Linked DNA regions of Pan troglodytes: region 1 is linked to region 2. Evidence: chromatin contacts called from public capture Hi-C data. All regions are on one chromosome and are shown on one strand. Each heading gives the region's core, a stretch centred on a gene start, on an enhancer-like site or on the middle of the called end of the contact. The rest is flanking DNA. Distances are from core to core; before and after follow the strand shown. Region 1 has its middle 95 kb from the start of MIR1251. Region 2 has its middle 82 kb from the start of NEDD1.

Region 1 (3,465 bases), core at 917-3,416, 410 kb after region 2:
CTTCCAATCTGTCAGAGTCACCTCTCTCCCTGGCAGGCACTAGCCTTGACTTTTCCTTCTTCCAAAATAGAAGGGGAGAAAAGGAGAGAAAAGTAGAGCCAACTCATAAGTGCTAATTTCTGAGATCTGGCCCAACTCTGGGGTATGCTACTCCCAGGCAGCTCAGAGGCTGCCTCAATTACTGTGACAACCCTGCATTCACAGGGGCTCCTAGCCTTCATTAATATTAATAGGGATTCCGCAGTTCTCTACTTCAGTCTTGCAGGGTTAAACTTCAGTCTACCTTCCTGACTAGTTAAACCTGTTTATTTGTGTAGGAAGCTAACATTTTGGACACAGAAGTTTCCAGTAAACTTTAGATGAATGAATGACTCACTGAATGAATGGTTTAAAATGCCTTGTGTCTGTAACAACACAAGATCATTTTAAATAAACAAAATAGAATAGATTCTTCTAGAGCAGTGGTCCCCAATCTTTTTGGCACCAGGAACCAGTTTCATGGAAGATAATTTTTGCATGAACTGGGGATGGTTGGGGGGTAGTTTTGGGATGTATTACATTTATTGCGTACTTTATTTATATTGTTAATACATTGTAATATATAATGAAATGATTATACAACTCACCATAATGTAGAATCAGTGGGAGCCCTGAGCTTGTTTTCCTGCAACTAGATGGTCCCATCTGGGGGTGATGGGAGACAATGACAGATCATCAGGCATTAGATTCTTATAAGGAGCATGCAACCTAGATCCCTTGCATGCACAGTTCACAACAGGGTTCACGCTTCTATCAGAATCTAATGCTGCCACTGATCTGACAGAAGGAGGAGCTCACACAGTAATTTGAGCAATGGGGAGTGGCTATAAATACAGATGAAGCTTTGCTCACTTGTCCTCTACTCACCTCCTGGTGTGCGGCCTGGTTCCTAACAGGCCATGGACCTCTACGGGTCTGTGGCCCAGGGTAGGGGACCCCTGCTCTGGAGAGTGATGTAAAGACTCAAGAAAATCTATATGAGATTGGAAGCTGGGCATGGCGGCTCATGCCTGTAATCCCAGCACTTTGAGAAGCTGAGGTGGGTGGATCACTTGATCCCAGGAGTTTCAGACCAGCCTGGGTAACCTAGCCAGACCTCATCTCTATTAAAAAAAATGCAAGAATTAGCTGGGTGTGGGAGGATCACTTGAGCTCAAGAGGCGGAGTTACAATGAGCCAGGATGGTGCCACTGCATTCCAGCCTGGGCGACAGAGTGGGACTCTGTACCAAAGAAAATCTATGAGATTGGGACAGTTCATCATTCCTCATGCAAGATCTACCTTTTTCACTAAATAGGTCTGTATTTTTATTGTACAATTCCGCATTATATTTGGCTATAGATATTTCACTATAAAACAGCAGGCTCCAGTTTTGTACTGATCTTTGGTTAAGTAAACATTTTCACATGACCTAGAAATGTTAAATTGTAATAACCGTCCCCCGCCCCCGCAAAAAAAAAAAACAGTGCCTTCCACTCCGATGTTTGCGAGAATTTTTTTTTTTTTTTTTTTGAGACAAAGTCTCGCTTTGTCATCCAGGCTGGAGTGCAGTGGCACGATCTTGGCTTACTGCAACCTCTGCCCCCCAGGTTCAAGCAATTCTTCTGCCTCAGCCTCCCCAGTAGCTGGGACTACAGGCACTCGCCACCACGCCCGGCTAATTTTTGTATTTTTAGTAGAGATGAGGTTTTACCATATTAGCCAGGCTGGTCTCAAACTCCTGACGTGATCCTCCCGCCTAGGCCTCCCAAAGTACTGGGATTAAAGGTGTGAGCCACCACATCAGGCCTGCATGCATTTTTATGTGGCTTCCACTTCACTCTAGAAACTTCCCCTACACCTGTCTCAATTCCTCTCTTCTCAGCCCTTGTTAATTGCAGAGTCTCTGTAATAAAACATGTGATGTTATATTAAATCTGAGTGTGAATTTGCCCTCCCTCCCTAAATTGTAGACTCCTTCAGTTCTGGGACTCATTATGCCGAGTATTGTCTCTGGCATGTTGATCACTCTCAGAGAGTGGTTCTTGAACTGAATTTCTTCTCACTGTGATTTCCCCCTCCCCTTCCTATGCAGGGCATTCCTCCTTTTATTCTTCTGCATCTGCAGTGGCCCTTTGGGCTGCTGTTTAGCTGTGTGCTTGCATTTGCCTTGGAGACTGAATGTCAGCATGGGGCTTGGGATAGAAAGTGGAGTCAAATGACCGGTCTGTTTAAGAAAGAGTTAAGCCTCCAGCATTAGCTGTAAATATCCAGCTAAGAGAATTCCCAGAGCTCACAATCTCATCTTAATGAAGATTTCTCCTGATAAGAGCAGCAGGTAAACGTCCCCCCAACCTGAAGAAGCAGCATTCACCCTCCAAATTACAAGCATTTTCTGGAGTGTGATATTTGTTTGTTTGTTTAGTTGACAAGTATTTATACTGCCTACATGTGGCGGACACTTCCTTGCCTGATGGGCTAGAAACCAGCCAGCTGAATTAATCTCTGCATAGCAGAAAAATATTACAAAAGGAGCTTAAAAATCCTAAAAAAACCACAAAATACAGGGGTGGGGCTTTTAATATTTCACCATTTTAAAACAGCGTTTTGGATGGGAGCAATAGGCACTGGGGAATATGTGAGGGAGGAGGAAGTGAGAGGGGCAAGGGTGGAAACACTGGGTACTATGCTCACTACGTGAGTGACAGGTTTAATCATACCCCGAACCTCAACATCACACAGTATACCTTAGTAACACACCTGCACATGTATACCCTGAATCTAAAATAAAAGCTGAAGTTTTAAGAATAAAGATAAATAAAATAAAATAAATGGCTTTTTTTGTTGTTGTAAGCTAAAACCGAAATGTTTTGACTTCTTCAAAAGCCACATATCTCCCCCTCCCCCAAAGACATTCTTTTTCTCAGTTCCAAAGGATGATTTTAAAAGTTCGAAGTGGAAAGGCTGGGCACAGTGGCTCATGCCTGTAATCCCAGCACTTTGGGAGGTTGAGGTGGGAGGATTGCTTGAGCCCAGGAGTTCAAGACCAGCTTGGGCAACATAGAGAGCCCCTGTCTCTAAAAAAAAAAACAAAGTAAAATAAATAAATAAATTAGCCTAACATGGTGGTTCATACCTATAGTCTCAGCCACTCTGGAGGCTGAGGTGGAAGGATAGCTTGAACCTGGGAGGTCGAGGCTGCAGTGAGTCATGATCGTGCCTTTGCACTCAACCTGGGCAACAGAGTAAGATCCTGTCTCAAAAAACAAACAAACAAACAAAAAGTCAAAGTGAAAACTAGCTTTTTATGGGTTTTATCATAATTTCCCCTGTTATATTTGTTGAACTATAGTTTAAAAGAAAAAATAGTGATTTCATCCCTCCACTCCCCGTATAAATGTTTGAGTTTCTGGACTTTGGGAAAACTGTTCAACTCTTTTAAATATC
Region 2 (3,282 bases), core at 770-3,269:
TTGTAAGTATTTAAAACTGTTTAACATCCATTTATAAGAAAAAGCTTTTTAGGTTTTGGAAGCCAATTTCCATATTGGCGTGGAAAATTGTGGAAACTAATACAGGGTAGGTGTTGAAAGTGTTTAACTTTCATGTTCGTGTCTTCTAAAATGGGAAGGAGAGAGAGCAGCCACCAGGACAGAGTGTGTTCTGTAAGAAACCATGCTTTGGGAATGGTGTTCACTATATGTGTAGAAGAATCAAGAGAGGGCTTGAAGAAATATCCCTGAAGTCAAGTTAAGCCATAGATGAACCTTTCAGAGCTAATCTGTATGGAGCAGAAGTGTAATTAGCAAATCCATGCATGTATCCCTCTTCCATTTCAACTCAAAAAACTAAATGTTAGCTAAATGATTTATTAAATGGCCTCGTGTATTGGTCTAGTTTCCTCGTGTATTAGACTAGTCAGTTAGACTGTGGAAGATCTTTCATAACAAGAAAACACATCTGATGTATTTTTTTCCTCTAGTCCACCAGTAAGTAGCCTTGTGTTCAACCAAAAATATCTTCCATAAATAGGTATCAATGCATTGGTCACCTATGGAATTGTTGATCAGGACCATTCCCAGTTAGAGAATGCCAGACTTGAAATTTTAAGGCATATATGAAATCCAAAGTGCTTTTCTCCATTCTGTCTCTATGAGGCTGATGGCATGCATTTCTTTAGTTGAATAGATACGAACTGAAATCTGATAGGCAATTTGCAAAGAATTATCGTAAGCATTTGGGATTTTTGGTGCTATTGTTCTTTTGATTTAGAGAATAAATTTGAAGGTAGTATAGTAGAAAGAATTCACAGGAAGATGAAGTTACATAGAATATTTGAAATGGAAGTGTCAGGAAACCAAATGCTTCAGCACAGCAGAGATAACTAAAATAAACGTATACTCTCCCTCTTGCTCTTAGAACTTTACTTATTTATCTGTAAATGTTGCCTGTTCCATATGAGATCCTACACCACTGAAGTTGAGTGACTCAGGAGAGCCTTGAGAAGTGGACATCTGTCAGTGGATGTGCTTAAGCAGAGGTTATCAGCAATGTGTCTGGGGTGCTTCCCAACTGTGGGGGAAGGTTTTATTAAGTGACATCTAAAGTCACCTCTCAATCAACATGTTTTGTGATTGTTCATTGAACTTGCATTACATTCATTTTATTAGAATCGAAGATAGCTTTACAAATGCTGAAGCATCATAAGGAAATTTGAGATGAAGATCAACAAGCTAAAAGCATGGTGTCATTAGATTAAGGGTGGGTTATCCCAATTCAGGGTCTTATTTCTTGGTCAGTACTGCCTGTGAGCCTAAGGATGTATGTAAATTACATGAGTAGTACAAATTTTCTGTCTCTGGCAGTTGAGTCTAGTTTGCAGTGTTTATAATTCTAATTCAATTAGAAATGGATTCAAAGAGCTAATGTTATTTGCAAGAATTTAGAAGTAAATTCCTTAGTAAAATAAATGGAACTTTGGTAGAGTGAATCATAACCTAATTATAAAAAGCCTGGATGTTCTTCTATTAACTTTGCTTAAAGTCTGGCAGAACTTTCGGGAATTCTGGTGTGGATACAGAACTCATGTTCTCACTGTCTGACTTAGTTCAGGATCTGTCTGAAAGTTTTTCTTCTCCCAGCTACAACCACAGTCTCTAAAGATGATTCATTTATTTAAAAAGTCGATAATCTAAACAGTTCCTATTTTTGCCTTCTTGTTGTCAAGGCATCCCCTAGTTGCCAGTTGCCTGTATATCCAGGTAGATTAATGAGTTCCTAGTCAGGGGCAGCATCTAATTCTGTGTTGCAGATGGAGTGTAATGCATTATTGATGTTCAATAAACATCCAAACAATAGTACTATCACCTTCCCTTCGTTACATTCAGTGATTTTAGCCCAATGTACTCATGGGCTGACTTCATGCAATCAGAACCTGAAAGCCAGGACGGTACTGGTGTGTTTAATGTGAGTGGCCTCCTGGTGGCACTAGCAGGACACCTTCTTTGCACAGAAAGGCCACATGTTTGGCAGGCAGAAAAGATCCAGGATCTAGGATCCTCAGGTCACATCGTGCCTTTTCAAAGTCTATTTGATTACATTTGCTGTGATGTGGACAGGTTCCTACAATTTATCTTACGTCTCAGAAAGTGGTTTGGGGCTGGGCACATATTTTCGTGTTTGTTAATTCCTGAGGTGACACTTTTAAGTCCCCATGTTTCATGTTCCACAGTTCCAGAAAGAATGATTTTTGACTCTTTGATCCTGTAAGAAAAATCCAACTGTTTTTCTCTCTTGCAGTTCATGCCGATGGCTTTTGTTCTCTCATCGTTTTAGCAGGTATTTTCTTTCTCAAGCAAGCTAGAGTCATGGAAGGGGGAGGTCCATCAGGACACTGTAATAATATATATATAAATAACAAGCTGGTGGAATTACAAAGATAGCAGAGTGATTCTTAGAGCAAAAATTGGTTATGGTTATCAAGCTGGAGGACTGTTTTGCATGGTCCAGAGCTCTCTTTTAATGTCATGTCTGTTTCATTCCTCACTTTTAAAACCCTCTTCTGGTTGCTAAGAAGAGAAAACACAGGCTAAGGAATAAAATGAGCTGGATGTGTTTCATTTAGTTAGGTACCTCCCTCACCCTTTGGTCCTTCTGTTTGTTTTCGACCCCTCTGTTTCTCTAATAATGTTTCTTGGATAATTGAAGACAACCTGAAAAAGCAAAACAATGCAAGGAAGAAGGGCAGCGACAATGACAATGAGCTGAGCTCTCTAGGCTGTTCACAGAATGGCAGCAAAGACAAAGAACTTTTTTTCTGCTTTAGAAAAGCTGCCATTACCTTTCCTCTCTTTCAGACCCTTTTCTTCGTGTTCTTGGTTTCCTTGCAGCTTTTAGCATCTTTTCATGAATGGCTATTTTAACTTCTCTTTTTATCAATAAATAAGATGATGGAACTGTTACTAATTTACTATTTGAAAATAGAGGTTTTAAAGTGGCACTCTTGAAGATTTTAGAATAATTGCAAACTTTAAGTCTCTTCTTTTTCTTTTTTCACTCATCGAAACTGATTTTTTTCTAAGCCAGAGTGTTTTGCCTATTTTTTGTTTTTACTGAAGGTGCTTTTTTTTAAAGAAAAGGATAATTGAAAGTTGTTCTACGTATACAGCTTTTTAAAAAAATCATGTTTCTCAGTGAAAAACAACAACCCTGAAATGAAAGCCAGCTTCAGTCAGACCAAAATGGACTCACAAAGT

What was found. Capture Hi-C pulls out chosen DNA fragments and counts their contacts.
Region 1: a contact with region 2 is called in a capture Hi-C map of stem cell-derived neural stem cells, with 6 times the contacts expected there. The contact joins two enhancer-like sites. A contact is called at or near these places in 3 of 7 Hi-C or Micro-C datasets (induced pluripotent stem cells and stem cell-derived neural progenitor cells) and 1 of 1 other capture datasets (stem cell-derived neural stem cells).

What each region holds. Positions count from the first base shown.
Region 1 is chr10:104,229,830-104,233,294 of NHGRI_mPanTro3-v2.0_pri, forward strand. No RefSeq gene overlaps it. Among named protein-coding and RNA genes, the nearest start is that of MIR1251, 95 kb to the right of the region's middle. Within about 2 kb of position 2,167, at least 5 of the 24 cell types and tissues checked have an H3K27ac peak or open chromatin away from gene starts, as enhancers often do. A contact at or near this core is called in stem cell-derived neural progenitor cells and stem cell-derived neural stem cells, where this site is marked.
Region 2 is chr10:103,823,377-103,826,658 of NHGRI_mPanTro3-v2.0_pri, forward strand. No RefSeq gene overlaps it. Among named protein-coding and RNA genes, the nearest start is that of NEDD1, 82 kb to the left of the region's middle. Within about 2 kb of position 2,020, at least 5 of the 24 cell types and tissues checked have an H3K27ac peak or open chromatin away from gene starts, as enhancers often do. A contact at or near this core is called in stem cell-derived neural progenitor cells and stem cell-derived neural stem cells, where this site is marked.